Regions from separate parts of the Mus musculus genome. Here regions 2, 3, 4, 5, 6 and 7 are each linked to region 1. The links are chromatin contacts, called in public Hi-C, HiChIP or PLAC-seq and promoter capture Hi-C maps. All regions are on one chromosome and are shown on one strand. Each heading gives the region's core, a stretch centred on a gene start, on an enhancer-like site or on the middle of the called end of the contact. The rest is flanking DNA. Distances are from core to core; before and after follow the strand shown. Region 1 holds the start of Ahcy (S-adenosylhomocysteine hydrolase). Region 2 holds the start of BC029722 (cDNA sequence BC029722). Region 3 holds the start of Mmp24 (matrix metallopeptidase 24). Region 4 holds the start of Procr (protein C receptor, endothelial). Region 5 holds the start of Cbfa2t2 (CBFA2/RUNX1 translocation partner 2). Region 6 holds the start of Trpc4ap (transient receptor potential cation channel, subfamily C, member 4 associated protein). Region 7 overlaps Myh7b (myosin, heavy chain 7B, cardiac muscle, beta).

Region 1 (4,205 bases), core at 902-3,401:
AGATGGAATTCAAGACCAGCTGAGGCTCAAAAAGCAGGAAAACAAAATGGGAGCAAGGAGATCACAGACCTGTGAGGAGAGATGAGACTGGGGACTGGTAGCCATGGAGAGAAAAGTGGCAGATCTCCTCACATAAAACTAACACTATACCATACGGGCCTATCTGTCTCAGCCGTGTGCCTGGGTCTCAATACCTCCAGTGACCAGCAGGCCCTGGCACAGAGGAGTCAGAAAATGTCTACCGGCCATACCAGCTGCAAAAAAAATAAATAAGCAAAAATTCATGAAGAGATGGTACAGGACAAGGAAAAAGAAAAAGAAATAATGAATGAAATAGAGGGGAAAAAGGAAGGAGGGGGCTGGAAAGATGGCTTGGTGGTTAAGAGCTCTCTGGCTGCTCTTCTAGAGGGCCTGAGTTCAAGCCCCTGCACCCACATGGTAACTGACTACTGCCCATAACGCCAGACGGAACTGTGGAACCCTTTCTAAACCCACTTCTTCAAAATAAGGAGAATCAACTTGAACCTGAGCCCAAGGATCATAGGAAATGCCAAACGAGTAAGGTCTAGCATACAGCATACCCTACTTGATGGGCAAATCATGCCTCCACCCTTACACAGGCAAGAACCCAGCCTTATCTTCATCCATACAATCTGTGGTCCCCCCCTCCCAATCTTCATCCATACAATCTGTGGTCCCCCCCCCTCCCAATCCCTCCCTACACAGTATGTCGAGCCTCCATTCTAGCTCTTCCGCCAAGACAACACTGACTTAAACCTCTCTGGGCTTCAGTCTTAGCATCTACCCAGTGGAGACAATAAACTGCCCTGCTGGCTGATTAACTATCTTAATAAGAATTTGCAAAGCCACTTCCCTAGGTTCCTGTGTAATGGGATAGCATTCATCTCCCTTTGAGGACCCTTTCCAATTTAATAGAGTATTGAAATTATTTTAAAAGCTAACCAGCCTGAATTGCTTTGTTTTTCTGTTTGTTTGGTTTGTAGTTTTGTTTTGATAGGGTCTCCCCATCTTGTCCAGGTTGGTCTGGAATTCACTGTATGCCCAGGCTGACCTCTGAAATGAGCTGATCGATTCCTTGGCCTCAGTAGTGATAGCAGGGCTGGGATTACAAGCTTGTGTCACTAGGCACAGTTTGAATTGGATTGTGTTGAAATTCCATTAGGGTTGTTTCAAGTGTATTGCCTTGTATACAGACAGCAGTGGAAGAGATGAGCTTAGAGGTCATGATGTCCTGAGTCCAAATTCTAACCAGCTGCTTTCCAGTTACAAGATTCTGGGAAAATGCCCTTTATACCTCTGGATATTCATTGTAAACATAAAACCGTTCCTTCCATGGAGAGCTACAATAATAAGACGGGTTAGTCTAGAATAATGCTATAAGGCAGTGCCCATCCCACTGTAAACGCTCAAGTTAAGGTGTGTTTACTCAGACAGCTTTCTATAATCGGGACAAAACGAACAGTAATTTCTAACCACTCCAAATTTTCTAGACATCCACTAGATATCCCAGAGATTGAGCAGATGGGACCCTAAGTTCCCGTTGCACCGAGACTAGCCGTTTCCAGGCCTCTCCTCATTAGCACCTAGAACACTGATGCTCTCTCCGGCCCTGCTCAAGGCCCAGAAGACGGTGGGCCCTTGCTAGGGGCCACCCAAGCCGCCAAACGCCAGGGCCAGGGTCTGGGCCTCTAGGGCCGCTTCCCAATGGCCAGTCTCTCCGACAGGAGCACGCTGCCCGACCAAAGATCACAGCCCGCGCTGCCGCTCTGGGCGCCTACCGCGGGGCACGCCGGGACTTGTAGTCCGCGGCCGTTTCCCACTCCTGGCTCTCGGCGGCGTGTGGACTCCAATCCCCGGGCACCTGCGCGGCCAGGCCAGCGATTCTAGGGGTCCCGGGGCGCCCCGAAGCCGCCACCTAAACAAGACGCAGGTCGGTACTGACAACAAACCCAGGACGGGAGCCGAGTCGCCACGGAGGACTGAACCCTTGGGACTCACCGACTTTGTAGGGCAGTTTATCAGACATGCTGGCGGCGCTTCCGCTAGGACTGATGAACTCAGTGAAGGGGGCCGGGCGGCGCGGGGCAGGGATCTACGCCTGGCGCCGGCGTCTTTAAATATCTTCTTATTTGAATATTCATGAACCTGCTGGGGGCTGAAACTTAGGGGCGGAGCCTAGCTCGAGGCGTTGAGCGGAGCGGGAGCAAGGCTGATCTCTGCCTCAAAAATCATAAATTTTGTGCACTGTGGCCTTTGGACCCCTGGCACTCGACTAGGAGGGAGCGTGGAGAGAGGCGGTTCTTCTCCCATCCGTCCAGCCAGTGAATCAGAGGTCAAAACAAGGCAGAATTCTTAGACTCTAGCCAATTTACTAACCTGAGCCTTAACTGCTTCAATTGTAAAACTCTTGCAAGATCAAAGTAAAGAGCTGGGCCTAGTGGTATGTGCCTGTGAATCCCCACTCTGGAGACAGTGTCTGAAATCTCCCGCTCTGGAGCCAGAGCCAGGAGATTTGTCACAAATTCGAGGCCAGTCTGCTCTATCGCTAATTAGTTCCAGGCCAACCGAGGCTACAGAGTGAGGCCCTATCTCAAAAACAAAGAAAGAAAAATCACCGGTTGCAATTGTGTCACTCTCTCCTCCCTCTGTTTGCCTTTCCTTGCTCGCCCCCACCCCCTCCTCAACACCTTCTCATTCGGTAGTCTTTCTTGGTGATTCACAGGCTGCTCACATGGAAATGACTGCGGAGCTATCCGCAGGAGCATAGATAACTCACCAATGACTATACACCTGAAGAGTATGACTTCTCTCTCAGCGGCTCTCAGCGGCTAGCTTTCAGGAAGGAAACCAGGCCCCATGTTGTGTGCATATACCATCTCTGGGGAGTTCAGTTGGCCCCTTTGTAAAAAGTTGGCCTCCGTTGGACTTATCTGTCTCCTCATGGAGTAACAAGGAGGGTCACAAGACCTTCTCCTGGGTGTCCAGCTGCACCCTACCTCCTGTTATATGCAATTCTGCCTAAACTGAACATGACCTCAGGGAAGGACTAGAGTATGTAGTCAGGGAAGTAGGTTCCAGCTACCCGTCTACTGGCGAGGCCCTCATCCCTGCTGGTTGAGGTGTGGTCTCCAGCTGTGGTCTTTGGGGAAAAGCATCATTCATACCCCTATCTGGTAAGTACCCCCTGACCTGTGTATGCGTTGTCAGGAAGCTCACTGACCTCACCGGTTCCCCCAGAAGGATCTTCCGCAGAATCATACCTCAGTTTATTTGGGAGGAGGTGTAGATTTTGCTTCTGTCTCCTAGGAGGGAATTTTAGCAATGTCCCGGGACACCTCCCCCATCCATGACTGAATGTTGCTGGGGATCCAGTGTTGTGCAGGTCCTGGGCAAATAGCTGCAGTTGTGAGTTCTGATTGCAACGGCCATGCCGTGTGGGTCCACAACCCTCCTCCCCTCCATCCAGTTCTTACGTTCTTTCTGCTCCTCCTCCTATGGTGTTCCCCTGAGCTTTGAAAGGGCGTGATATGATCTGAGACAGTCACACTCAGCACCTCGACCAGCCATGGTCATTTGCATTACCTGTCATTTGCTACAAAAGGAGATTTTTCTGACCAAAACTGAGGACTGTGCCACTCTGTGACTATAAACAAATATTTAGGAGACAACATTTAACTCAACAGTAGTAGGCTCCTCCTGAAGACCTACCGTTTCCCCAGCTATGCATCTTTGACTAGACTCACAGTAACAAGTATAAACTCCCTCCTCTCTCTATCTTTTGTCTGTCTATCTGTCTGTTTGTTTCAGCCTATAGACCAGGATGTAACTCTCAGCTACTGCCCCAGCACTGTGAGTGCATCATACTCTGGAAATATCCCCACCATGCCCCACCACGATGATAATAGACTAATCCTATGAAACTGTAAGCAAGCCCACAATCAAATTCTTTCTTTTAAGAAACAGAGGAGTAAATTCAGTGGGAGGTGGAAAGAGACTGGGAGGGAAGGAGGGAGGGAAATTGTGGTTGGAAGGAAGGAAGGAAGGAAGGAAGGAAGGAAGGAAATGATGTATTTATTTTTAAAAAATCTTAATTTTACAAGAGTTGCTTTGGTTATAGTACCTCTTCATAGCAACAGAACAGTAACTAAGAAGTGTCTAATTCTGGTGGACAACCAATAACAGTG
Region 2 (4,205 bases), core at 555-3,054, 740 kb after region 1:
GCCAAACCCAACGGTGGTATGAGGCGGCCATCAGGGTGCTAGTGGGTCACAGATACCAACTCTGACCTCTGAGCCTGCATGGGCTTTGCCCCTGCCCTGTGGTCTCTCGCCCTGTAGCACAGACAGAGACTCTTGATGCCCTGGGAGTTGTTGAGTAAAATCTCTTGTCCCAGAAGCACCTATGTGGGTCCACTGTGTCCCATCTCACCATTGTGTTCTTGCTCATTTTGGCCAAGGGCAGGCTCCCTGGGGCAGGCGGGGAACAACTGCAGAGATTTAGTGATTCATAGGTTTGTACAGCGTTTTATACTTTGCAAAGCACTTTATTAGCTCACAGCTGTCCACTCACATGAAACTCCTGTAGGCTCTGAGAGAGGCTGAGGGTAGCACTCATCTTACCCTCAGATGAAGCACAAGGAGGTCTTATTATCTGCCCCTGCCATCCAGGTGGCCCTGGCTGGGTCTTGTGTCCCCATCAGTGGGCCCTTCCAGGGTCCGAGAAAACTGTCTCTTCTAGTCCTCTCCTCTGGGCCTCCCTCCCCCAGTCCCCTGGTCCCTCTCCTCAGGTTGGTGCTCACTTCTTGAAAGCTCTAGGCCCCGCAGGCTCCCTGTTGGCTCCTGGCATTCCAAGGCCAGTTGCGAAAGAGCAGGGGATGGAGGCAGGCAGCCCAGGCTGCAGATGTGAGGGACACAGGGCCGGGCCCAGAGAGGGCTCAGCCTAGAGGCTTCCAATCTTGGATTCTTCTGCCTGCGGTCATCTGTTTGTCCATCAGCCCAGGTCAGAGCAGTCAGAGGGGCAAAGTACTAGAGCCCCCAGAGCTCAGCTTCCCCTCGGCCTGGGTGACATCACAGCATCTCAGTGTCGGTCACATTTTAAACTGATCAGCCTTTGTACAATGTTTTTTAAATCATTTCTAAATAAAACAGAAATACAGTGTTTTTTCCCCTGGGGTATGGGAACAAAGACCAGGGCATATGTGTGCCCGTAAGAAGTTTCAGGGAGAAAAGGGTACCCTGGGAGTGTACTTCTGCAGTTGCCTCGTGCATCTTCTAACCAGCAATCAATGTCCTGTCCTCCCCACCCCACCCCAACCCGTCACCCAGGAACCTCAGGAGTACGGGAGGGTCATTGTGGCAAGACTTCTCTGGAGACAGGGCACATGGGGCTATGGCCAGGCAGCAGCTCAGTTCTAGCGAGGGGGAAACCAGGATTCAACAGCATCAAGAGCCTGCCAGGACGCCTCATCTGATCCTGGCTCTTCCTCTTAAGGAAATCAGCCCAAGGACAGAGCTGAAAGGGGGCGTGGGAATGAGCTGGTTCGGGGGTCTGTCAAGTCTGAAGCTGAGGTGCAATTCTCTGAGGTGGCCCTGAGGGACTTTCAGTCTCCGCGATCTTTCTTGAATCTCTGCCCAGAGGGAGTAAGACAGGAAATCACAGGGTGAGGAGATAAAAGCCAGGCCAGGCCCAGGAGGGCATGAAGGCCAGGGGTGGCCGGGTCAGTACCAGGACGTGCAGGCGATTAGAAAGCGCACGTCGTCCAGTGGCCCCCACGGGCCAGGTTCCGGCTGAGGCTGCTGCGGACCCTGCGGCGCTGGAGGCTGGGGCTGCGCGGGCTCCGGGCCATCCTGGCCACCACTCAGGAGAGCGCCCATGGTCTGTAATAGAAGCCCATTTGGTACCATGCCAGAGCAAGTGTCACCCCACCCATCACCACCCTCTACCCGCGCGTGTCCTCACCTCAGGCAGTAAAGTGAAAGCAGAGCTGCACGGAAGCCGTCTGGCCTGGGAGGAGCAGCGTTATGACGCAGCCGAGACAGAGAAGGAAGGCCTTCGCACGCCAGGGGCGGGCCCCGTGAGCACGGGAAAGGCAGGGCCACTAGCCAACCACGCCCAGGGCCCAAGGCTCCGCCCCACTTAGAAGAAGGCCCTGCTAGAGCCACAGGAGGCGGCCTGGCTTCCCAAGGAGGCTACCCCATCTTCAAATTCAGGCAGGACCAGAATGCACTGCAGCTGAGTGCCTATGGCCTCACAAAGGCCCTGGCAGGGAGAAGAGCTGGGTGTCTCATTCTGAGGCCAGGGAGGGCCGAGAGGCTGGAGCTGGCTTGAAATGGAACCCAGAAGCCAGCACTACTTCCTCTTGTTCATCTCTTCTTTGAGGGGTGGGAGGGATCTCATTATGTATCCCTAGCTGTGCTAGAACTCAGTGTGTAGCCAGGCTGACTATGAACTGGAGATCCCCTCTGCCTCCGGGATTACTGGTGTGTTCCACCACCCCCTGCAGGTCTCCCATCCTGTTGAGGGAAAACACTGCATGTCATCCCACCCAACTTCCCCACAACCCAGGAACTGCTGTAGAAGGAGGTGTTGCAAACTGAGGCCACACACACACACACACAGCACACTGAGGATGGTGGGAGGCAGTCCTTTAATGGGGTGGGGCACAAGATAGCAGAACTTTCATCCAAGAGCCACAAGAACTGAAAGCCAGCATGACAGGGCAGGCTTTCCAGTAACAATTGTCAAGAGATGGCACAGGTGAAGGGTTGGGCAATCAATTCAGCTCTACCGAGCTCTGCCATGCCCCACTGCCAGCATCTGGTACAGACTAGCTCAGGCATGGAAAATGAGCCAAAGTCCAGAGGCAGGAGCCCACACGGCAGCATGGACGGTGACTCATGTGAGGCTGCAGAGAGAGGAATGGATTACATATCAGGAGCTGTTTTACAAGGTACACGTGGCCCCACCCTAGACCTGTTCTAGTTCAGTCCTTGAAAAGCCACACTTGGAACCCCACCTGTTCCAGGGTTCCAGACTGACTATATCCTGTGTAAGATCAAGCCTAAAACTCCCCACGTTTGAGACAGGAGCAAGGAAAAGTCAGTGAGAGCAGGATGTGCCCAGACCAAGCCTCTCAGAGACCAGGCCAAGGCCAAAACTGCCTTCCTTTTCCAGAACTCTTCATTACTGCTGATACAAAAAGTCACAAATACTAGACTGAAAAACAGACGTGCTCTCTCTAAGGATTAAGTGGATCACTGGTATTGGAGGAAGTAATCATTCATGATACTGAAACCGAGGTGCTCACTGTGTGCAGCATGCACAGGCTCGTGTCAGCTCTTTCCTCGGCTGCTTCTTCACTTTCCTTTTTGAGTCAGGGTCTCTCACTGAGCCTGGAGCTCACCATGGCTGCTAGGTGGACAGCCAATGAGCCCAACGCTGGAATGACAGACATGTGCCACCAAGCTCAGCTTTTATGTGGTGTGGGAATCTTAACCAAGTCAGTCCTCACTGCTTTGTACAGCGAGCGTTTTACCCACTAGACCGTCTCCCATATCAACCTGATATCTTCCCCGTAAAATCCATGAACACCTCAAAACAAGTCAAAAAACCCAAAGGAAACAACAGTCTTTCCTTCTCTTCCAAGTCTAAAAGGACAGGGAGTGTTCTGATCACGTTAATACCGCCTGGCACATAAAACGCTGTAGAACTTCTCAGGCTGGGCTGGGTGTAGCCCTACAGGACAGCATTTGCCTGCAGTGCATAAGCTCTCAATTGTTCACCAGCTCTGACAGCAGAGTTAGTCAGGGTGAATACCAACATGTCGTCATCAAAACTAGTAGCTTTAAAAACACATGCACATAGCCAGGTGTGGTGGCACAACCTCTAGCTCAGCAGAGCCAGTCTGGGTCACATGATACTTCTATCATTTAAAGAACCAGAGTTGGATTATTATTTCCACCTATAGTCAGAACCTCTGATTACACTGGGAACCTACATAAACAAGCAACCCAACACCCAGCAAAACTCAAAATCTCAGGCTAACAGTCCAAACTGCCTGATATGGGAATTTAAAGCCCTTCGCATTCAGAGAAAACTTGTTTCCTTTACATACTCAGTGTTTTCCCATCTCTCTGTCTGTGTGAGGTTCTTCCTCACTCTTTTCCAGTATTTAAACAACTCCTCATCCCCTAAAACAGACTAAATGTCACTCAAGAGACTTCTATAATCCCAGGAAATTTCTCACCAGCTTCACAAGCTGCCCATACGGGAACTTAAGTAAGGAACTGCTTGTTTCTCCTGTAACAGCTAAGAGGGATAGATAGCATCTCCCATGCCCATGTGAACCCTCAGAGGCAGGATATAAAGCCACACCACCCAACTATCCTCAACACAGCCATGTCCACCTTGTCAGCACAAACAAATG
Region 3 (4,205 bases), core at 1,204-3,703, 700 kb after region 1:
AATCAATTGTCTCTCCCTGTGTGTATGTGTACAAGAGTGCAGGAACCCACAGAAGGCAGAGGAATTGGATCCGTTGGAGCTGAGATTATAGGTAATTGTGAGCCACCCATTATAAATGCTGGAAACAAAACATGGGTCCCCTGTAGGAACAGCACAAGAGCACAGGTACCATTTGGCCGCTGGGCCACTGCTCCAGTCTGAGTCCATTTACTCTTATTGTCTCTTCTTGTCATTTTCCCACTGCCACCTCCACCCTCCACCCCTCCATCATGGGAGAACACTTAGTTCTGGATCATCGGTAGCAGTTCCTGGATGTTTGGTCTTAAACACAGGAGAAGGCTCAGTCGGCTCCATTCCTTGTCTCTCGGAATGCAACCCCCCCCCCCACACACACACACACAACCTTCCCCAAACAGACAATTCATTATCTTTCTTCAGCGTTTCTGCAATGCTCTGGTTTCATCTTGGCCATAACTTACATAAACTTGTTTTATCTCCATCTCCTCCCCAGATTGAAAATTGGTCAGTGCTATCTGCCAGTGTGTAGTGTGTATGTGGGGGTTGGGGGGGAAGCTGCACTTGCTCATGTGGGTACCTTGGCTGTCAGAGGACAACATCAACCTGTCACCCCCAGTCTCCATTTTATTCATATACTCTTTTGAGACAGGGTCCCTTGTAGCGCTCACCATTTTAGCTAGACTGAGTGACCTATGGGACCCTGGGATCTTTCTCTGTCTCCCCACACCACCAGTGCTCAGATCACAGACACACCACTGACTTTTAGGATGGATCTGAACTCAGGACTCAAGCTTGTATGGAAAACTCTTTATCCACAGAGCCATCCCTCCAGCCCAACCAGCCCTGCTTCATTCAGTCTTTTGTCTGCTTCGCTAGGCTCTTCCTTTGGCTGTGTCCAGATGGGGCCCTTGGCCCTTTGCTCTTTTCCTACTCTGCTCTTTGGGCGCCTGCCACACTTTATCTTTTCTTCTCTACTCATCCCTGTGCCCACCCATCTCTAAGACCGTGCAGTAGCTCCCAGTTTCCAGAGGTCTAACTCCTAGCTCCTTGCCACCTCCCCCAGGCTAGTCCTCGCCAGGAGGACTCCAGATCTGTGAAAATGCCATAGTCCACCTTCTGCACTGCCCATCACCTCCTTTCATGTCCTTTGTCACCTCATCCTTTACCATCCTAGCAGACAAGATGTGCTTTGAGGCCAGAGCACTCCAGCTGCACCCTTATGAATCATGTATGTTTGGCAAACTTATCCAGAGCCTCCTCTTTATCCTAAAGTGGTTTACGATAACAACCTGTTTTCACGGAGCTTCTCACAGGACTTCGGGAGGAATAATTCAGTGACGGGCTTAGCCCGATGCCTGGGATGTAGTAGGCATTCAATAACTAGTAGCTGGTGTTGGGATCTGTGTGTCCTTTTATGGAGGCTCTCATCATGCTCTGCCTTGGGAGAGGACTAACACGGAACACTTATTAAATTCTGAGGCACGACGGTACACAGGAGTAGTGAGGGCAACATTTTATAAAACGGAGATGAGCCAGTGCTTGCACACAGGTCTGTGTATGTCCCTGTTCCACACCTCCAAACTACCAAACAACCACAACGTACACATTATCTCTGTAGATCTCTGTAGTCACCCCATAGGGACCCACAGACACCACACACACACACACACACTGCCCCGACCCTCCCCCTTGTTTAATTCCAGCCTTTCCTCCAGAGCATTGGTAGAGCCCCACTGTCTCCTACATACCTACCTCCGGCCTCCCTAAGCCGGGACCCCTGGAATCCTTTCTGATACTTGGTATCCTGTTTGTCTCAGTGCTTACGGTTTCTCACTAGGTGTAACCTTCTACACCTTGGCCCAGGAGCCTCCCTTTTCACTTTAGTAGCCCCAGAAGCCCAGGGCACTGCTGGTGTTCCATAGAAGGTGTTCCACAAATGTGGGACATTCAGGGGGTGGGTGATCCCTCTCCCTCTGAGGGGTAAAGGAGCGAACTTCCCAGAGGGGTCTCCCGACCCCAGTGAAGCACTGCCCAGGTTTGCTCTTCTTGGTTCTCAGCACCACCCCTCTTAAGCCCCCGAAACCCTTTCTCCGATGTCAAGCATTTTTGAGCTCGTTTTCTTCCAAACCCGGCGGTCTCCCCAGACCCCTTTTCTCCAGTGTTAAGCCTCAGCCCTTCTCCCCCAGGGCTAGCCTGGGGTTACAGACCCGGGGCCCGGCCAGCCGCCCTAGGGCCAGAATTATTTATCTGGCCTCTTCACCCTCCCTCAGGGTTGCCCTCTTTGCACCCGGGGCCTGGAGCGAGCGCCTCCCGCAGCCCCGCCGCTGCCGCCTCCCGCAGGTCCCGTTCGGGCGCTGCCCCCGCGCCCCCGGCCGCCCCTCGCCGGGGCGGGGCGCGCGGAGGCGGGGGCGCGCGGCGGCCGAGGCGGCGGCGGCAGGCGGGCCAGGCGCGCGTCCGCGGCGCCGTGACTCGGCGGCTCCGCAGCGGCTGCAGCGGGAGGACCCGGCCGGAGCCGCCGCCGCCGCCGCCGCCATCGCAGCCGGGCGGCCGGGCCCCCGCCGCCGGGATGCCGAGGAGCCGGGGCGGCCGCGCTGCGCCGGGCCAGGCCTCGCGCTGGAGCGGCTGGCGGGCCCCGGGGCGGCTGCTGCCGCTGCTGCCCGCGCTCTGCTGCCTCGCGGCGGCGGCGGGGGCCGGGAAGCCGGCCGGGGCGGACGCGCCCTTCGCTGGGCAGGTGGGCAGGCGCGCGGGGTCGAGGCCGGGGCCGGGGCTGGGCAGGGGGCGGCACCGACCGGGCCTGGTTCGGGGTGCCTGGCGCCGGGTCAGCGCGAGGGCCGGGCGGGGCCCGCGGGCCGGGCTCCGTTCAGCACCGCGGACAGAGGCAGCGGGCGGGGGCGGAGCGGAGGGTCGAGGTGGCCGCGGTGACGGTGGGGCGTGTGGCCTGCAAGGCTGTGTGTGAGGGAAACCGTACGCCTCGGAGTAAATAGTAAGCGCAGCCAGTGTGTTGTGGGCTGGAGGAGAAGCCGAGGATGTTGGAGCTGGAGAAGGGGGAGGGAAGAGGGCGAGGAAGGACCGGATCGCGGTCTTGGTAGCTGAAGGGCCGTCGGGATAGGCGAGATCAGCGTGGCCCCACCGGGCAGAGCTGAGGCCAACGGACCGTGGGGGGTGGGGGATTACAAGAAGGCACATTTCGGCCCAAGGCAGGAAGTTTTTAACAATTGGAGGTGCTCAGCCAGCCCAGGAGGCGGTGAGCTGCTCATCACTGGCATGTGCAAGTAGGAGCTCCAAGAGGGGATTGGATGGATGCATGCATAATGCCTGCATGGATACATGCATAATAACAACCGTGCACTATGGGCCAGACTTGGCGCTATGTTTGATAGGAATTAGCTTATTTAACCCCAGCATGTATCCTGTGAGCTTGTTGTAGCACCTGTCCCCATTTTACAGATGAGGATAGAGACCCTGAGAGCTTAAGCAATTCGCTCAAGGTCACAGAGCTAGTGGTTTGACTCTAGTCTGTTTCATGTTTAAGCCAGGACATTATGTCGTATAAGGTCCGGGACAGTTGTACTAATTTTGTTGCTGTCTCCCAGCCTAGAAGCCTGCAATTCTAAAAAAAAAAAAAAAAAATAATGTTGAACCAGTGTTAACGTTGCTGGAGGAAATTGGTGATTGCCTGAATTATCCCGAGAGAAGTGTGTTTGTTAAGTAGACAGGCTGTTTAGAAGAATCTGCCAGAACAGCAGTTTTTAACTGGGCAAGGGACTCAAGGGATCATAAATTCTCTGAAATTTTCTGCTAATTTGTGTTTATATGTGAAAAATGTGTGTTTTTCTAGAAGGGAAGCTCCCGATTTCCTCAGCCTCTCCAAAGATGACATGTTTAAAGAAAATTTAGGATGTGTGAAAGAATCCTTTGCCGAGCTAATAGTCTGCCTCTTCAGGGTTTATAATCATTAGCTGACTTTCAATGAAAACTTTCTCTAGTTTGTGCTTTTAGCTCTATCAAAGTGACGTGGTTCATGGCTTTTCACCGTAGCAAAAGCAGGATTCTTCCAGACTTCCTGAGTGTGTGCAGGGTGAAGCAGAAGGGTCTGCCCTGGGGTTTAGTATGTGTGGGCTCTCACCTGATCTTACCCCTGGCGGCTTTGTGACTTTGATCTCTCACCATCTCTGAAGATGGAGCTG
Region 4 (4,205 bases), core at 610-3,109, 680 kb after region 1:
TACACATGCTTCTATATTCATTTGCTGCTTACAGAGACAAGTGTGCTTGGTTGTTTGTGGATGAATAGATGGTTCTAAGCTGTATCTAGTGGTCTATAACTTACTCCTAGAGATGTGTGCACTGCATGCCAACCTCCTTCTGTCTTCTAGCTGATGTTTCTGTGTGACGTGTACCACTGAATCAGCATGGAGCAAGATAGCCAGCCTCCCTATTCCCATGGGGCTTGCCATTTTGGTGGGAAATTCAGACAACAAACATGTGAACAAGTACTACAGCTTCAAGTGACTCTAAGCAATATGAAATGAAGTAGCGGTTTTGCGAGGGAAGATTTTTGGTTTTGTTTTTATTTCTAAGTAGTATTTTTACCATAGGGGCTTTCCTAACTTGAGAGACTGACTTTAAACCAAGCTACTTACTTCCTAAATAATATCCGAGCTACACACGGCTGTCCAAAACCCATCACAGAAACATACCCGCACGTCATCAATTCAGGAATGGATAAAGAGCATGTGGCATATAAGCTCTATGAGACTCTAGGCAAAGGGGGAGGTTAAATTGTAACATTTTCAAGAAAACAAATGAAACTGTAGGTCAGCCTGTTAAGTGAATTAACTAGATTCGGAAAGTCAAATACTGCATGTTCTCACTCATATGTGGAAGCTAGGGGTGTGTGTGTGCATTCACACATGTAAGCGTGTGTGTCTGGGAGGATATCTAAGAACAAAGTATAAATATATATATACATACATATATACACATATATGTATATACGTATATGTATATTTACATACATATACATACACACACACACATATATGTGTGTGTGTGTGTGTGTGTATGTGTATATATATGCCATAATGAAACCCCTTACTATACATACTAACTTAAAAAGTATAAGATACTGGTCATGGTGGCTGATATCTTGAATCCCAGCACTCAGAAGGCAGGGTAAGTTGGAGCTCTGTGAGTTCAAAGCCAACCTCATATGGATAGTAAGACCCTGTTTGGGTTTTTATGGTTTTTTGGTTTTTTTGGTTTTTTTGGGTGTTTGTTTTGTTTTGTTTTTTTTTGTTTTTGTTTTTGTTTTTGTTTTTTGAGACAGGGTTTTTCTGTGTAGCCCTGGCTGTCCTGGACTCACTCTGTAGGCCAGGCTGGCCTCAAACTCAGAAATCCACCTGCCTCTGCCTCCCAAGTGCTGGGATTAAAGGCGTGTGCCACCACGCCCGGCTTTTTTTTTTTTTTTTAAAGTTGAAAATGCACAGACAGAAACGTCCTTATATAAGTGAACACATATTTCAGGAAATATTGCTTACTAAGGATGATGCATCAAATTTCTTATTCTGTCCTACTTCATTTTTTCAAAAGACATACTAATTTGTGATGTCATTGCCACTAAATGACTATGACCTGTCCGATGCTGAGATTTATCTAGAGCGTTCCTAAATCTCTGCCACAATGAACTCTTTTTTACTCACTCGACTCTGTGACTATTTCTGAGAGCCCCTCTCCTCCAGTTGTGTAATTCCTGTGTACTTAAACTTCTGATAAACTATAGGCAGTTATCCTGGAAAGTTAGATTCCAATCCTGGATCTGCCGTCATCGGGACGTACAAACTTTGGGCAAATCCCTACATCTCTTTTGACCTCAGTTTCCCCGTCATCTCTACAGAGTCGGCAACATCGAAAGCAGACGCCCCACCCCCCTGACTCAGCGGCGACCTACCGGACTTCTCGCCAAGCCCTTCTCCCCCTTTTCCGCTCCTCCTCAAGCCTCGGAAGCAAGCAGCGGGAGGAGAAACAGGCAGGTCCAGGCAGGAGGGCCCACAGCTGGGAGGGGCCGAGGCGAGCCAGGCCCCCTAGTAGGAAATGAGACAGATCCAAGTAACACTTTAAAAGCCTGACTCCCTCTTCCTGCACGCGTTCTCTTTCCATCCTCCGCTCTGCTCCGGCCCCTCCCGGACAGCCTCCCTTCTCTTTCCTAATCAGCAGCCTGAGGAACCCGAGCCTGCCCCGACCCAGGTGGGACCCAGAACTCCAGGATGTTGACGAAGTTTCTGCCGCTACTGCTGCTGCTGCTGCCTGGCTGCGCCCTTTGTAACTCCGATGGTGAGTTTGGGTCAAGGCTCCTGCCTGGGGGTGTTCTAGGGACTTGGTGTATTTGGGAACTTTGACCTAATTATAGGACAACTAAGCCCACACAGCATGGATGTCTACAGCTGCTGGGTCCTGGGCTTTGGTTCCTGTTTCAAAGACAGGGTGAGGAAGTCCAGTTAACTCTCCGGAGAAGGCTGGGGAAGCTGGTGGAAGGGACCTGTGGAGAGAATAAGAACAAGGTGAGAAGGCAAGGAGAGCAGTGTCAGTCTTGGGAAGGCAGGAAGAGATATGAGATGGACAGATAGGGAGACCCTAGGAAAGCTGAGATAAGTGTGGAGGTTGTGATGGGAAGGAGGAGAAAGACAGGAGATGTAGCTGATGAGGTGGGAGATGGGGGCAGAAGAGCCAAGGCCAGAAGATCAGGCTGCTGGAAGCTCTTAAACAGAAAAGGGGAATTAATTGCCAAACACTATCGATGCCCAGCTCCCCCCACTCCCTATAGCCTCCATTTCTCCCTCAGAGGGGCAATATTTAGAGTGACTACTGTATCTTATGCACACATTGACTTGTGGTGCGCCATATTATCACACTAATCTTACTAAGATGAAAACTTGGTCACAGAACAGTTAAAGGTCATTGCAGGTCATTGCTGAGGTTACTCACACCAGTATATCCACACTTGCAAACACAGAAATCAACTTCTCCAACGCAACAGTGTGTGTGTGTGTGTGTGTGAGAGAGAGAGAGAGAGAGAGAGAGAGAGAGAGAGAGAGAGAGAGAGAGAGAGAGAGAGTGGGGGGGTGTTACAATGCCAACACTGCCAAAGCCCTTTCCTGGGTACTGAAGACAGATAATCAAACCCAGCTTCAATAGAGATTCGCCAGGCAGAACAAGGGCAGCAGAGAGCAACCTGGACAAGCTCTTCATATGGTGGCCAAAAGTCGGCATGAGGAACTCCAAGCCATTTGATAAAACTGAACACGGAGATTCGCCAGAAAAGGCAACTAGGGCCAGATAACTTACTGTGGATCTCAGATTGAGCCTAGACTCTGAGATCCGTCCTGTGGACAGATGTCCTACGGAGAGGCAATGACTTCAGATTGGCAGGTTAGCTTCAGCTACCAGTATTCAAATCTTGGTTTGCTTTACCATCTTGGCCTCAGATTCCCATACACAAGGGGTTAATAATAGTAGCTACCATGTTAAAGCATTAGTAGGAAGGCATGCATAAGTTAATAATGTGTATAAAACAGTGCCTAAGGCGTAACAAGTACTTCATGGGTATTAGCTATTATTATTTGGGAGGGGTAGGACACACCCCAGCAGGGTTTTAAGGGTTTTTTGGATCAGATGGAGAGCCAGTAAGAAGGGATAAAACCAAGTCCAGTGTGTTGGTGCACAGTTTTAATTTCAGCAGCAACAAGTGGATCCCTGAGTTGGAGGCCATCCTGGCTTACAAATCCAGCCCGAGGATAGCTGGGGCTACACTAAGAAATCCTATCTTGAAAAACAAACAAAGCAAAAGGACGAAATTGAGAAATGTGCCCCCCCCCCCCCCGCGGGATGACAGTGGTCCAGGAGAGGATACAGGGACTGGAATTGGGATCTCATCAGAGGCCAGGGTTTGGCAGGCTGGCCCTGTGAAGGAGGGAAAAGCATCGAGGAATGCCTTTTCCGATTGCAGACCTCAGTTTCCTCATCTGTAAAGCAAAGATAATAACCCCATCCTCTCCTGGAGGGGTTGTTGTGAGCATCAAATGGAGGGGCGGGTGGGCGAATGCTTTATGGGATTGCGAAGTGGGCGGCAGGCCTCTGGGTAAGGGGTTATTATCTCTGGCTGTCAGCTACCCTGTCCCTTGCTGGCGGTCCTGACGCGCTGACTCTGCCCTCAGGCTCCCAAAGCCTGCATATGCTCCAGATCTCCTATTTCCAAGACAACCATCATGTGAGGCATCAGGGCAACGCCTCTCTGGGAAAACTCCTGACACACACGCTGGAAGGCCCCAGCCAAAACGTCACCATCCTCCAGCTACAGCCCTGGCAGGATCCGGAGAGCTGGGAGCGCACAGAGAGTGGCCTGCAGATCTATCTGACCCAGTTCGAAAGCCTG
Region 5 (4,205 bases), core at 1,021-3,520, 640 kb before region 1:
AGCAGCCAGTGCCTGTAACCTCTGAGCCATCTCTCCAGCTTCTGTAACTGAATTCTACCCCCACCCCACTTCTTCTCCTTCTTTTTAAATATTTATTTATTTATTTTATATGAGTACACTGCCACTTTCTTCAATTACCCCAGAAGAGGGCATCAGAGCCTATTATAGATGGTTGTGAGTCACCATGTGGTTGCTGGAAATTAAACTGGACCTCTGGTAGAGCAGTTAGTGCTCTTAACCACTGAGCCATCTCTCCAGTCCCCCACAGGCACAGGGTTTCTCTGTGTAGCCCTGGATGTCTTGGAATATGCTCTGTAGACCAGGTTAGTCTTAAAGTCACTGAAAGCTACCTGCCTCTGCCTCCTGTGTGCTGGGATTAAAGATGTGTGCTGTTTTTTGTTTTTGTTTTTGTTTTCTTCTTTTTTCTTTTTTTTTTTTTTTCTGAGACAGGGTTTCTCTGTGTACCCCTGGCTGTCCTGGAACTCACTTTGTAGACCAGGCTGGCCTCGAACTCAGAAATCCACCTGCCTCTGCCTCCCAAGTGGAATTAAAGGTGTGTGCCACCACCGCCCTGCGTGTAGCTGAATTTTTGATCTCTTCCCAAGTGCCACTTTACGGGATTACAGGTGTGTGCCATTTCACCTGGCAATGCCACCGCGGCTCACCCAGTTTGGCCTCTAAATCATCATATAGGGCAACCTTGAACTGATGTCCTGCGTTTACCAACAATGCTGGAAGTACAGGTGTGACCCACCATGCCTGACCTTGTTGTATTGAGACAGTCTCACTATGTGGCCCTGGCTGGCTTTGGGTTGGCAGTTATTTTGCTAGTTTCCCTAGGGTGGGATTACAGGTCTGTGCCACTATGCCAGGCTGGCTTCATTTTAGTTATAGTTCCTGATTTTGAATCTTTGAGAGACAGAATGGCAGAGAACTCATGCTAGGATCAGAGTACTTTCTTGGGTTGCTCGGAGGATTTATGTTTTGAGTTTGCTAACAGAAATAGGTGGACAACCCAGTGGGAGAGACTCTAGCGAATGTGTAGAAAAGGGGAGAAACTGTATTTGGTACTGAGATGGTTAATTGCAGAGTGTATAAAAGCAGCTGTTGAAGACAGGCTAGTGACTCTTGCTTACAATCCCAGCACTTGGGAGGCCACGGGAGGAGGATGTGTGAGAGTTCCAGGCTTTTGTGGCTACACTGTGTGTTCCAGCCCAGCTAGACATACAAAATAGGCCCTTTTCAGAAACAACTTTTTGTGAGGCCTGCTGGTGTTATAGACACAGCTTTGGGAGATAGACTTAGAAGTATAGCTTAAGGTTCAAGGCTAACCTGGTGTAGGTCAGTGAGTTCAGAATAGCCAAATGTACATTATGACATTGTTTCAACAAACCAAAATAAACCTGCACTTAACCAGGCCTGGTAGTTCAGGCCTTTAGTCCCAAGCACTTGGGAGGTAGAGTTAGGTAGATAGATTATCTGTGAGTTCCAGGACAGCTAGAGCTACAAGTGAGACTGTGTCAAAAAACCACCACCAACAACAAAAAAACCCCTGCACATACACGTGCCCCTCCTCACAAACACAGACAAACCCCACAAAGCCCCTTGATCTGATACAGAAATCAGTAATGACAGCTAGTTGTTTTAAACATTTAGATTCCTATAGCCGCAAAAGATGTAGAAATCTGCGAGATAGCTAATTTGGCAAAGATGCTTGCTGTCAAACAAACTTGATGCCCGAAATTTGACCTGCTGGATCCACAGGGTGAAAGGAGAGCCTGCTCCCGACTTGTTCTCTGACATTCACATACATGCGTTGGACTCCCTCAAACATATACACGCACACATATGCAATAAGTCAATGTAAAAACAAATAAGTAAAAGGAGGAAAGAACAATTTTAACACCCAATACAACCGTCAAAGCGTTACAAGGCCTGCACCTGAAACGTCCCTCCCCGAAGCCCCGCCCCGGGACTCCGCCCCCGTTCCTAGGTTGCCGCCCAGGCCACATCCGGAAGTCTGGAGCTCGGAGAAGGGCGGCTCCCTGCGGCCACGCATAGCGCGCGGGAGGCGGGTCGAAGTGCAGGCCGCTCCAGGATAGGACGCAGCCTGGCGCGGAAGGGGCGGGCCAGGTCAGGAGGCGGTGCTTCGCGTGAGCGCCCTCGGGCCCGTCTTCCGCGTGCGTTGGTCTGCGCGCGGGAGCGCGCGGCGGGGGCGTGCCGGGGCTGTCTGGGGGCGGGGCGGCGCGCGGCCTAACGGCGGCGGCGGCAGCGGCGGCGGCGGCGCTGGTGCGGGCGAGTTCGGCGGGTGCAGGTCCCGGCCTGCGCCTGCGGAGGGCTCAGGCAGAGGGTCGAAGCGAGCGGCGCTCGCGACAGACTGCGCTCCGCGATGGTGGGCGTCCCTGGAGCGGCCGCCTTCCAACGTAAGTGGGGCGGGAAGGCGGACGGCTGAGGGGTGTGTGTTGAGGGGCCTGCTGCTCCATAGGCGGGAGGCTTTGCAGAGGCCCCCCGGCGGGAGGCCTGGGCAGGGAAACTGAGGCCGGGATTGGGGCACTGGATCCAAGGTCATGCGGCTCCCCGGCCTTCCGGGGCCCTCGGGGCTATCCCGGCGCTTCCTGTGGGGCTCGCGGCTCCGGGTGCTGAGCAGGACTGTGTGGAGCGGCCTTGGAGCTCAGGCCTGGCGGGCGCCCTATGGACTGTCCGCGAGAGAAGTATTGTTTTGTTTTCGCGGCATCGGGGCTGAAAGTCCGGTCCCGGGAAACACGCCGGAATTGGAGCGACGAGTGGTAGATGTTGGAGGATGCCGGGCTGATATTCCGGAGGGCCCTGTTGAATGTAGGCTCTGGGGTCGGACTGCTTTGGGTTCATGTCCTGGCTCCCTCGCGAGTAGGCTGTGACCTTGGCGCTCCAAAAGTCTCAGTTGCTCGATCTGAAAAATGGGTTGTGAGGAACGTACTCTGAATGCTCTGTAGTAGGGTTTAGTGAATCCAGTAAAATCCCCTGAACACACAGTTGCACATCATACTCAAGTGTGAAAACTCACTATCGTAATCACAGTTTGTTATGTGTGTTCCTCGGAAAAGTCCGAAGTTGGCGTCTGGTTGTGTTTTGTTAGTTTGTTTAATATTGTCTTTGACTAGTCCTACTATGTGACTCAGTTGTGTTTTTATTCTTACCTCCATTTCGCTATCCCATTTACAGACGTTCTTCCTAGAATTGTAAGATCCTTGGAGGAGGGATGGCATCGTTTAATAAGAACAATAAAAATTTAATTGTCATTAAAATAGCAGTAATAGCCAACATTACTTGAGCACCAGGCAATTTGCATTCGATTCATTTAATATTTATTAAATCATCTAAATACAAATTATCACTCTAAGTCCAGAGACTATGGCAACAAACTTGACAGACTAGATTCTGAATTTGAGTTTAAGAGAGGGACTCGTGCTTTGTGGATATTTCTTTGTCTATGCCAGGTGACAGTCTAAAAACAGGTATTTGAGGCACGTTGGAGGCTGAGTTTGAGGTCAGCCTGATCTATACAGGCCAGCCAGGGTTACATTGTGGCACCCTGCCCCAAACAAAACAAAATAACAAAAACAACAACAAAACCCTAAAAATAAAACAAAAAAATGAATAAAAGCTAACATCAGGTGTTGCAGGATGTCCGTTGTGCAAGGATAAAATGAGGCCTCTTGAGAGCTTTTAGCCCCTCCCCTCTTTGCTCTTCAGTTCAGCAGTTATAGCGGAGGATTCATACAGCCTTTTTCTTGGGCTCTCATTCCAAATTGAATGGAAAAAGATACAAACTAGATTTTCCCACCAATGCCTTCTGTAGTTAAGTGTGCTGTTGCTGCTCTCAATGGTCTTCTGAAGGGAGACAAGTAACCCTTAGGTTTGATGGTATCATATATAAGAAAAGTGGAAGAGAGGCGCTCGCCTTTAATCCCAGCACTCTGGAGGCAGAGGCAGGCGGATTTCTGAGTTCCAGGCCAGCCTGGTTTACACAGTGAGCTCCAGGACAGCCAGGGCTATACAGAGAAACCCTGTCTCAAAAAACCAAAAAACAACAACAACAACGAAACAAACAGAAGAAAAGTGGAAGAAACTTTTACCCGAATTTAAATTCATTTACTTAAAGCAGTATTGGGGATTGCACTCAGGGCCTTGTGCTTTATGTACCATGCTGATCTGTATCCCCAGCC
Region 6 (4,205 bases), core at 619-3,118, 620 kb after region 1:
AAGCTATTGAAGATTTCTGGGTTTGGTAGAAGGCACCTGTAGTCCCAGCACTAAGAGGGCAGTGGTAGGAGGACGTCCACAAGTTCAAGGCCAGCCTCATCTATATGAGTTTCAAGGCCAGTCAAATCTACACAGGGAGAGCCTGTCTCAAAAGTAAACTCACTTTCAAAAAAAGTCAACAGCCTGCATGCACATTGACTGATCCAAAACTATGTGATCATTAAAGGTTAGCCATTCCTCTCTCTGCCTGTCCTGACACACTCGCTCAGTGAGGTATTCTGGCTTCAAGGACAGAGCAAGTATTTCTCACCTCTTCTTAAGGCAAATGCAGAGGAATGCAATGAAGAAAAGACTGCTCATCTACAGTTTCTATAGGGAAATTCAGCCGCCCCTTCACCTGCGACCATTTCACCTTGATCTGTTCAGTTCTTTCAGTAATATTCAAATGGATCAAAATTAACTTTAAATATGTAGCGGTGTATAGAAAAATCTCACACCCATTCTCTCATCCACTCACCTAATTCCTGCCCGTCCCTCTCCCATCAACACTGTTTGGTTCCTTATGTAGTCCTCAAAACTATATACAAAGCTATCTTGAAATTAAGCTAATGTTTTCAAAGTAAGTTCTGGGATCACCTGGGAGAAAGAAGAAAAAGTGAGAGGAGTCACCTATCCTCATCTATTTATTCTAAGGTTGTGCCCTATACACCCCCCTCCCCCGCAACACACAGACACACACCCTACACCACCACATGTATAGGACATCAATCATTACACTTAATAAGCTAGACACTAAACAGAACAATAACTGATTACCCTTCAGCCCTTATATGCACCTGAAATACACTAACACTTGACACATCTATCTCCTCTGAATTTGACAATAGCCTTAAAGGGTGAATTAAATGAGTAAACAACGGCCCTGAAAGGTAACTTGCCCGAGGGAGAAAGAGAATAGGGCTTTGAACTAAAGTTCTTCCCCCAAAGCATGTATCCCTACGCTAGTAAAAGAGTCTTCTGCACCCGTTGGAGCTCAGCCTAATGTGAGATACAGGCGTGAAAGGGCAGACAACAAAGAAATATGCAATTACAGGCAAAGAAAATAGAGCATCAGAAAACGAATTGGGTGATCTGATAGAATAACAACCGGGGGGCCTACTTTAGAAAAGGAGGAGGAACGTTGAGGCCTCTGGGAAGATGACATTTATCATAAGCTTGGGAACCGTTTGGGGGCGGGGGGGCGCTGCAGTGAAGAGGACCCCGTCCTGCTCACAAGGGGCAAACACGAGACCAGTAGAAGATGAAGCCAACTCGCCAAGGTCCTCCAGACACGCAGACGTGGCGCAGGGAAATGAGGATCTAGAAACTCGGCCCAGGGCTTAGACGCGCCATCAATACCCCAGGCAGCTCGACTCCACTCGGCCCAGACCCGCAGGCCTCCAAGCTGGCCACTGCCCTCCGTCCCAACGCGGCTGACAGCGTCCGGACCGCACACAGGACAGCGCCGCGGCCAGCCAAGGGGGATCTGGACGGTCCGCAGCGGCCTGGAAAGGCCTCTTCCCCGGCCCCTGGCCAGCTCCAGCCTGGCCCGCCCCGCCCCGCCCCTCCGGGCCGGCCTCGTACCTGCACCGCCCGGACCAGGCCTCGGCCGGTGAGCTGGCCCTGCCGCAGCTGCAGCAGGATGTTACCCGGCCGCGGTCGACCTCCCCAGCCGCCCCACGCCGCCGCGGTAGCTGCCAACCGCCTCCCCCGGCTGGCCCCAGCTCCAGCCGCTGCGGGCGCTGCCGCCATGTCTCCTCGTCCGACAAACAGGAAGCAAGCGGTCCCGGAGCCGTGTCGATTTCTACGGGGCGGCGGAGGACTCTCTACATCGCCCCTAGTGGACTGACGCGGAGGTGCAAGCCGCGTGGCAGGGACTGTGCGTGCCCCGACGCCTTATGGGAACTGTAGTCTTTACCGAGGGGGAGCAGGTAGCTGAGATGTGGCTCTTCCTGGCCCTCCAGTTTGCTGAGTGGGATACCTCCAGCATTTCTTCGAGGTTGCTCCAAGTGGAAAACCAGTCACTATGTGCACAAGCTCTCAAAATTTTCGCTAGCTGGAAATGATGCAAGCCCAGTGTCCAGGGAAAAATTCTAGGCCCTAGGCCAGAGTTGACACTTGACACGTGTCCCCTTCCTTTTACAATTGACTTTAGCCAAGTCACTACACATTACCCCTAGCCCTCAGTCCATTCAATATTTAGGTCCTGGGAGCCAGACTAGTCAACTAATATTTTTATTACAATTAACAAATATGTGCTTTATGTAAATGAGACGTAAAGGACCATCAATGCTATTGCTTATTCGAAGAAAATGGCGAAAAATATTTCATTTACAGATAGATGTCAAAAAATAGTTCCTAAAGGCACCAGCTGTACTCCTCATACTGAATATATAGGTGAGGTGGAGGGCGAGGTGATAAGCAGAACAGCAGAGGGCCCTGTTAGGGGACGAGGGTTTCAGGGGACCACAGCTAATCCACACAAACAAATGTAGTTATTTATTTGGCAAACTGTATCCCCTATCAAATAGAATATTGCCCTCATTTTCCCCGCAAGTAGAACTGAATTCACTGGCTCCGACAAACCTCGGAAGCAGGGTGGTGCTGACTCTCCCCACTTTCTCTTCTAGGAGGCTATCTTGTAACAAAAATAAGTTGAGTGTGCCAAATTAGGATGCCATGAAGTTTGCTACTTGTAACTAAGGTGGCTATAATTTGTTGCCCAAACCAAAAGTCCTTAAAAAGTGAAATGATGTAATAAGTAACTTGCAGTGGAACAACAGCAGGCATTTGAGATCGCTGCCAAGGCAAACTAGACTGTGACTGACATCTGCATGCTACTTGCAAGGTGTGGCTCCCACTCGCTCCAGCAGATCACTGCCTGGTGACCTGGTTTAAGACAAAGAAAATAGGATAAGGAGAGATGAGTCAGTGGGTAGAAGCACTGGCTGCCAAAACTGACGACCTAAGTTGTTGGGTCCAATGAACCCATGTTGGTGAAAGGAGAAAATAATTCCTCCAAACTGCCCTCTAATCAATCTCTCTCTCCCTCTCCCTCTCCCTCTCCCTCTCCCTCTCCCTCTCCCTCTCCCTCTCCCTCTCCCTCTCCCTCTCCCTCTCCCTCTCCCTCTCTCTCTCTCTCACACACACACACTTTAAATGTAATTTTTTTTGTTGTTTTGGGGTTTTTTTGTTTTTGTTTTTCAAGACAGGGTTTCTCTGTGTAGCCCTGGCTGTCCTAGAACTCACTCTGTAGACCAGGCTGGCCTCGAACTCAGAAATCTGCCTGCCTCTGCCTCCCAAGTTCTGGGATTAAAGGAACGTGCTACCACTATTCGGCTTAAATGTAATTTTTTAAAAAAGATTTATTTATTATTATACATAAGTACACTGTAGCTGTCTTCAGACACACCAGAAGAGGGTGTCAGATCTTATTACGGATGGTTGTGAGCCACCATGTGTTTGCTGGGATTTGAACTCAGGACCTCTGGAAGAGCAGTCAGTGCTCTTACCTGCTGAGCCATCTCGCCAGCCCTAAATGTAATTTTTTTTAAAAGATTTATTTATTGATTATATGTAAGTACACTGTAGCTGTCTTCAGACACTCCAGAAGAGGGAGTCAGATCTTGTTACGGATGGTTGTGAGCCACCATGTGGTTGCTGGGATTTGAACTCCTGACTTTCGGAAGAGCAGTCGGGTACTCTTACCCACTGAGCCATCTCACCAGCCCCTAAATGTAATTTTTAAAGTTAAATTTTTTTATTGAAAGAGAGCAAGAAGAGGGAGGGTTTAGAGGGAGGAAAGGGAAGAAAAATGACATAATTACATAATACTCTCAAAAGTAAAAGAAATAATTTTTTAAAAAAGGAAAAAACTTTATAAAATAAAAGCCATAAAACTGCATTAAAAAAAAAAAAAAGCCGGTCAGTGGTGGCGCACCCTTTAATCCCAGCACTTGGGAGGCAGAGGCAGGCTGATCTCTGAGTTCGAGGCCAACCTGGTCTACAGAGTGAGTTCCAGGACAGCCAGGGCTACACAGAGTAATCTGTAATCCTGTCTCAAAAACAAAAACAAAAAACAAAAAACAAAACACAAAACAAAGAAAACAGAAAAACCTGCATTTTTCAGTGCAATTGTCCCATCATGAAATCTGAATGAACCAAAT
Region 7 (4,205 bases), core at 1,141-3,640, 550 kb after region 1:
AACTGGAATTACAGACTGTGTGAGCTGCCATGTGGGTGCTGGGAATTGAACCCGGGTCCTCTGGAAGAGCAGCCAGTGCTCTTAACCACTGAGCTGTCTCCCCAGCTCCTACCCAGTATAGGCTTTGAATGACACTTGGATGCCAGCCCCAGGCTGAGGCTGGAGATGATGGTTAGAAAACTCCGCATCCAGCATGAGGGCTTAAGCAGCAGGCAGTGAGGAAACTCTGCCTCCTCCTGAAATGGCCTTTGGTGCTGCCCCCTGGTGGGCAGCGCTGGCCTTGCACCCAACCATACCACCTCTCAGATGGTTGCAGCTCCTTAGCAAGCAAGTGCAGTGGGGCTTTTCTCCTAGAGCTCTGCCTAGGTCTCCTAGGTCACATATGTTGTGGCTAATGTTAATTTTTCACAGTGCCATTTCTGTCTCTGTGTCCCCTGCAACAGTCCCCAGAGCCCAGCAGAGTGTAGGTGCGCCAGCTCCTCGTCTATCGAGTTGAATTGCCAGCATGTGCCTCACTGGAGTTGCCTTTGCATGGTCAAATGGCCTTTCTTCCCCAGGGCTGGCCCTGGCCTCCTGCCGACCGCTCTTTAACTGTCTCCCCACCGCATCCTTTCAGGAGCAGGACAACCTCGCAGATGCAGAGGAGCGCTGCCACTTGCTGATCAAGTCCAAGGTGCAGCTGGAGGCGAAGGTGAAGGAGCTGAGCGAGCGGCTGGAGGACGAGGAGGAAGTGAACGCGGACCTGGCCGCCCGCAGGCGCAAGCTGGAGGACGAGTGCACGGAGCTCAAGAAAGACATCGATGACCTGGAGCTGACGCTGGCCAAGGCCGAGAAAGAGAAACAAGCCACAGAGAACAAGGTGTGGGAAGGGCCTGAGCTGGGGGCCAGTTTTGGTGTTAGGCAACTGCAGGGTTCCTCCCTAAAACCCCGCTCTGCATGGGTACCTGCCATGTAGCCCGAGTCAGGCCACAGAGCCTCTTAAGAACCTCCGTTTTCTGGTCCGTCAAGTGGGGGTACCAGCACTTACATTATTAGGGTGACTAAGGATTTGGATGTAAGTAGCCTTTGCTAAGCACATACTACAGGACCTTGCACACAGAAGGTGCTTAGTAAAGGCTTGCAATGATCATCGGTCCTGGATTGAAAAGCTTGTTGGGGGGAGGGCAGCTTGCCCGAACTGAGAATCCTATCACCGAGAGCCGTGGTTGCCAGCGTTGTGAGTATTGACTTTTACACAGAAGAGGAAACGAGGCTGTTTAGGTTCTTATGGGTGCCAAATATAAGGCCGCGGCTAGGACACAGCTCTCAGAATACCTGTTGCTATTGTAAATGGCTGCCACCCACTAGTCTTTTACTCTGAGCTATGTATGCTTGGGTATGAACCTTTACCCAGCTCAAGGAGGAGGTCAAACCTGTAGGCAGGAATGGTGGAGGCTCAGTATAGCGGCCTGCCTGCATCCTGTAGCTGGAAGGGGTGGCTGCTCAGACCAGCCTAGGGGGAGCACTGTCCTCACAGTGAAATCGGGCCTTGACACAGGTGAAGAACCTGACAGAAGAGATGGCGGCACTGGATGAAGCCGTGGTCCGCCTGACTAAGGAGAAGAAGGCATTGCAGGAGGCTCACCAGCAGGCTCTGGGTGACCTGCAGGCTGAGGAGGACCGTGTGAGCGCACTGGCCAAGGCCAAGATCCGGTTGGAACAGCAAGTGGAGGATGTGAGTTGGAGTCCCTTGGGGGACCCTCAGGGCGGCGACAGTTACACTGGCTTGCTGGAAGCTGAGCCCTACTCTACCCCACAGCTGGAGTGCTCCCTGGAGCAAGAGAAGAAGCTGCGCATGGACACAGAACGCGCCAAGCGCAAACTTGAAGGAGACTTGAAGCTGACGCAGGAGACGGTGACAGACACAACACAAGACAAGCAGCAGTTGGAGGAGAAGTTGAAGAAGTAGGTGTGGGGTAGGCAGGGTCTCTGGGCCTGATGGGCCCTCCTTCTCAGCCCCGTTGCTGTGGGGAGGATACCAGGGCGGAGGTCACGTCCTGCCCTCTCTGGATCAGAGCTATGTACAGCAGAGGCGCAGGATCGAGGCTCCTTAGGACCTCACAGGGGCAGACAGGTGGATAGCAGGTAGGGCCAGGGCTGGCTCACCCCGCCATGCACTCCCAGGAAGGATTCGGAGCTGAGTCAGCTGAACCTGCGGGTGGAGGATGAGCAGCTCGTGGGGGTGCAGCTGCAGAAGAAGATCAAGGAGCTGCAGGTGGGCATTGTGGCCGTGGGGGATGCCCTGGGTGGACCAGGCCTGGTTCAGGGGCTCATGGAGTCGGTACCATCTCCTTAGGCTAGGGCCGAGGAGCTGGAGGAGGAGCTGGAGGCGGAGCGAGCAGCCCGCGCCCGCGTGGAAAAGCAGCGAGCCGAGGCAGCGCGGGAGCTGGAGGAGCTGAGCGAGAGGCTGGAGGAGGCTGGCGGAGCTTCCGCGGGGCAGCGTGAGGGTTGCCGCAAGCGTGAGGCTGAGTTGGGCCGGCTGCGGCGGGAGCTGGAGGAGGCAGTTCTGAGGCACGAGGCCACTGTGGCTGCCCTGCGCCGCAAGCAGGCCGATAGCGCTGCAGAGCTGAGCGAGCAGGTGGACAGCCTGCAGCGCATCCGGCAGAAACTGGAAAAGGAGAAGAGCGAGCTGCGCATGGAGGTGGACGATCTGGGCGCCAGCGTGGAAACTCTGGCCCGTGGCAAGGTCTGCCTCCTTCCCGCCTCGAAATCAGTTTTGACTCTACACTGACCCTATCCCCCCCCGACCCCCCTTCCCCAATGCTCTGGTCACTTCATGACAATACTCCGCCGCAATGACCTCCTGACCCCTGGATGTTTAACCTGATGTCTAACCCCCAGCTCCGCAGCAGTCCTGACCTCTAACCCCGAGTGCTCACTTTCATTCCTTGGCTTGGGTTGCTCTGGTTCCCACCCAAACCTCAGCCCTTCCAACAGGAGTGTGACCCCAGCTCTTGACTCCTGAATTCAGACTTAGCACCTGCCCTAACACTCTTCTTGTCCCAATTTTGGACGCCCCCACCCCCACCCCAAAATCCTGACACCTGTTCCCAGATCTAGTTCCTAATACTGACTCACTGACCCTGGGATGGGTCCCGAGACTCCCAATTTGTGCCCACAGTAGGAACCCAGACCCTGAACCTGGAACTCGAGTCTGGTCTCATACCTAGTGTTCTAGGTCCCAGTCCCAGTCTCTTGCCTGGCAGCCCCTGGATCCCCCTTGGATGCACAAACTTGTCTCGATCTCTGACTCTGGGTTCCAGGCCAGTGCGGAAAAGCTGTGTCGGACCTATGAGGACCAGCTGAGCGAGGCCAAAATCAAAGTGGAGGAGCTGCAGCGACAGCTGGCCGACGCCAGCACCCAGCGGGGGCGGTTACAAACGGAGAATGGTGAGGCCCGGGTTTCGCTGAGCTATGCCAGGTAGGGGTTAGGTGCTGCGCCTCGACCGACTGTGGGCCTGCTGGCCCCTTCGCCTGCAGGGGAGCTGGGCCGCCTGCTGGAGGAGAAGGAGTCCATGATCAGCCAGCTGAGCCGCGGGAAGACCTCAGCAGCGCAGAGTCTGGAGGAACTTCGGCGGCAGCTGGAGGAAGAAAGCAAGGTGGGCAGGAATTGGCAACCGTGGGGCGGAGGTGGGCGCTGGGGCCATTAGCTTGGATTGATGGCGAGGCCACTGCTGTCCCTGCAGGCCAAGGGTGCGCTGGCTCATGCAGTGCAGGCCCTGCGGCACGACTGCGACCTCCTCCGAGAGCAGCACGAGGAAGAGTCTGAGGCTCAGGCTGAGCTGCAGCGGCTGCTGTCCAAAGCCAACGCGGAGGTGGCCCAGTGGCGGAGCAAGTATGAAGCAGATGCCATCCAAAGGACGGAGGAGCTGGAGGAGGCCAAGTGAGTAGCTGGCACCTAGACCACGATCCAAGGGGGACTCTGGCCTGTGCCCCCTGTGTGGTGGTGGGGATTCTGGCGTCCTTTCCCCAGGCTCCTTTGGTACATAAGCCACCCTGCCTGGTCTGCGGTCCAGGAAGAAGCTGGCCCTGCGGCTGCAAGAGGCAGAAGAAGGCGTAGAGGCCGCAAATGCCAAATGCTCCTCACTGGAGAAGGCCAAGCTGCGGCTGCAGACAGAGTCGGAGGATGTGACCTTGGAGCTGGAGCGGGCCACCTCGGCCGCCGC

Evidence for each region. Promoter capture Hi-C pulls out the DNA fragments that hold promoters and counts their contacts. A called contact is a pair of places that touch in the nucleus more often than the background predicts. HiChIP or PLAC-seq counts read pairs in DNA pulled down with a chosen protein or histone mark. Capture Hi-C pulls out chosen DNA fragments and counts their contacts.
Region 2: an H3K27ac HiChIP or PLAC-seq map of double positive thymocytes shows a contact between it and region 1, with 10 times the contacts expected there. The contact joins the promoter of BC029722 here to the promoter of Ahcy in region 1. A contact is called at or near these places in 3 of 115 datasets of contacts at active chromatin or transcription factors (bone marrow-derived macrophages, double positive thymocytes and memory CD8 T cells) and 2 of 9 other capture datasets (adipose tissue and embryonic stem cells).
Region 3: a promoter capture Hi-C map of liver shows a contact between it and region 1, with 2.1 times the contacts expected there. The contact joins the promoter of Mmp24 here to the promoter of Ahcy in region 1. A contact is called at or near these places in 1 of 15 datasets of contacts at CTCF or cohesin (large pre-B cells), 6 of 484 Hi-C or Micro-C datasets (the Ba/F3 cell line, the G1E-ER4 cell line, cerebellum and 2 more), 1 of 115 datasets of contacts at active chromatin or transcription factors (embryonic stem cells) and 2 of 9 other capture datasets (embryonic stem cells and liver).
Region 4: a contact with region 1 is called in an H3K27ac HiChIP or PLAC-seq map of embryonic stem cells, with 6 times the contacts expected there. The contact joins the promoter of Procr here to the promoter of Ahcy in region 1. A contact is called at or near these places in 1 of 15 datasets of contacts at CTCF or cohesin (large pre-B cells), 6 of 484 Hi-C or Micro-C datasets (the Ba/F3 cell line, the G1E-ER4 cell line, cerebellum and 2 more), 3 of 115 datasets of contacts at active chromatin or transcription factors (embryonic stem cells and pancreatic cancer cells) and 1 of 9 other capture datasets (embryonic stem cells).
Region 5: a promoter capture Hi-C map of erythroid cells shows a contact between it and region 1, with 10 times the contacts expected there. The contact joins the promoter of Cbfa2t2 here to the promoter of Ahcy in region 1. A contact is called at or near these places in 1 of 39 promoter capture datasets (erythroid cells) and 1 of 115 datasets of contacts at active chromatin or transcription factors (bone marrow-derived macrophages).
Region 6: a contact with region 1 is called in an H3K4me3 HiChIP or PLAC-seq map of bone marrow-derived macrophages, with 2.3 times the contacts expected there. The contact joins the promoter of Trpc4ap here to the promoter of Ahcy in region 1. A contact is called at or near these places in 1 of 39 promoter capture datasets (the C10 cell line) and 5 of 115 datasets of contacts at active chromatin or transcription factors (bone marrow-derived macrophages, cardiomyocytes, fetal liver and 2 more).
Region 7: a Hi-C map of nephron progenitors shows a contact between it and region 1, with 4 times the contacts expected there. The contact joins the enhancer-like site here to the promoter of Ahcy in region 1. A contact is called at or near these places in 9 of 484 Hi-C or Micro-C datasets (the G1E-ER4 cell line, the N1E-115 cell line, Th1 cells and 4 more), 3 of 115 datasets of contacts at active chromatin or transcription factors (large pre-B cells, pro-B cells and stem cell-derived neural progenitor cells) and 1 of 9 other capture datasets (adipose tissue).

The regions. Positions count from the first base shown.
Region 1 is chr2:155,072,346-155,076,550 of GRCm38.p6, forward strand. Ahcy (S-adenosylhomocysteine hydrolase) reads right to left here and starts at 2,152. Exons shown (of 10, transcript NM_016661.3): 1 at 2,020-2,152. The coding sequence starts at 2,047. Gm39966 (a long non-coding RNA gene) reads right to left here and starts at 1,829. Exons shown (of 2, transcript XR_866885.2): 1 at 1,605-1,829; 2 at 1-1,361. It overlaps Gm45609 (a long non-coding RNA gene), which reads left to right and starts at 2,167. Exons shown (of 3, transcript XR_001783519.2): 1 at 2,167-4,205.
Region 2 is chr2:155,817,428-155,821,632 of GRCm38.p6, forward strand. It overlaps BC029722 (cDNA sequence BC029722), which reads right to left and starts at 1,805. Exons shown (of 2, transcript NM_001384169.1): 1 at 1,739-1,805; 2 at 303-1,656. The coding sequence starts at 1,653. The coding sequence ends at 1,498. It overlaps Mmp24 (matrix metallopeptidase 24), which reads left to right. Exons shown (of 9, transcript NM_010808.4): 9 at 1-939. Eif6 (eukaryotic translation initiation factor 6) reads right to left here. Exons shown (of 6, transcript NM_010579.2): 6 at 2,410-2,684. The coding sequence ends at 2,675.
Region 3 is chr2:155,772,889-155,777,093 of GRCm38.p6, forward strand. It overlaps Mmp24 (matrix metallopeptidase 24), which reads left to right and starts at 2,454. Exons shown (of 9, transcript NM_010808.4): 1 at 2,454-2,749. The coding sequence starts at 2,585.
Region 4 is chr2:155,749,358-155,753,562 of GRCm38.p6, forward strand. Procr (protein C receptor, endothelial) reads left to right here and starts at 1,860. Exons shown (of 4, transcript NM_011171.2): 1 at 1,860-2,107; 2 at 3,988-4,205. The coding sequence starts at 2,041.
Region 5 is chr2:154,434,214-154,438,418 of GRCm38.p6, forward strand. Cbfa2t2 (CBFA2/RUNX1 translocation partner 2) reads left to right here and starts at 2,271. Exons shown (of 11, transcript NM_172860.2): 1 at 2,271-2,423. The coding sequence starts at 2,390.
Region 6 is chr2:155,690,516-155,694,720 of GRCm38.p6, forward strand. It overlaps Trpc4ap (transient receptor potential cation channel, subfamily C, member 4 associated protein), which reads right to left and starts at 1,869. Exons shown (of 19, transcript NM_001163452.1): 1 at 1,624-1,869. The coding sequence starts at 1,791.
Region 7 is chr2:155,626,956-155,631,160 of GRCm38.p6, forward strand. It overlaps Myh7b (myosin, heavy chain 7B, cardiac muscle, beta), which reads left to right. Exons shown (of 42, transcript NM_001085378.2): 25 at 617-859; 26 at 1,538-1,714; 27 at 1,799-1,944; 28 at 2,164-2,254; 29 at 2,336-2,725; 30 at 3,303-3,429; 31 at 3,520-3,638; 32 at 3,726-3,922; 33 at 4,056-4,205. Among named protein-coding and RNA genes, the nearest start is that of Mir499, 6.2 kb to the left of the region's middle. Within about 2 kb of position 2,391, at least 91 of the 459 cell types and tissues checked have an H3K27ac peak or open chromatin away from gene starts, as enhancers often do. A contact at or near this core is called in the G1E-ER4 cell line, Th1 cells, nephron progenitors and 1 more, where this site is marked.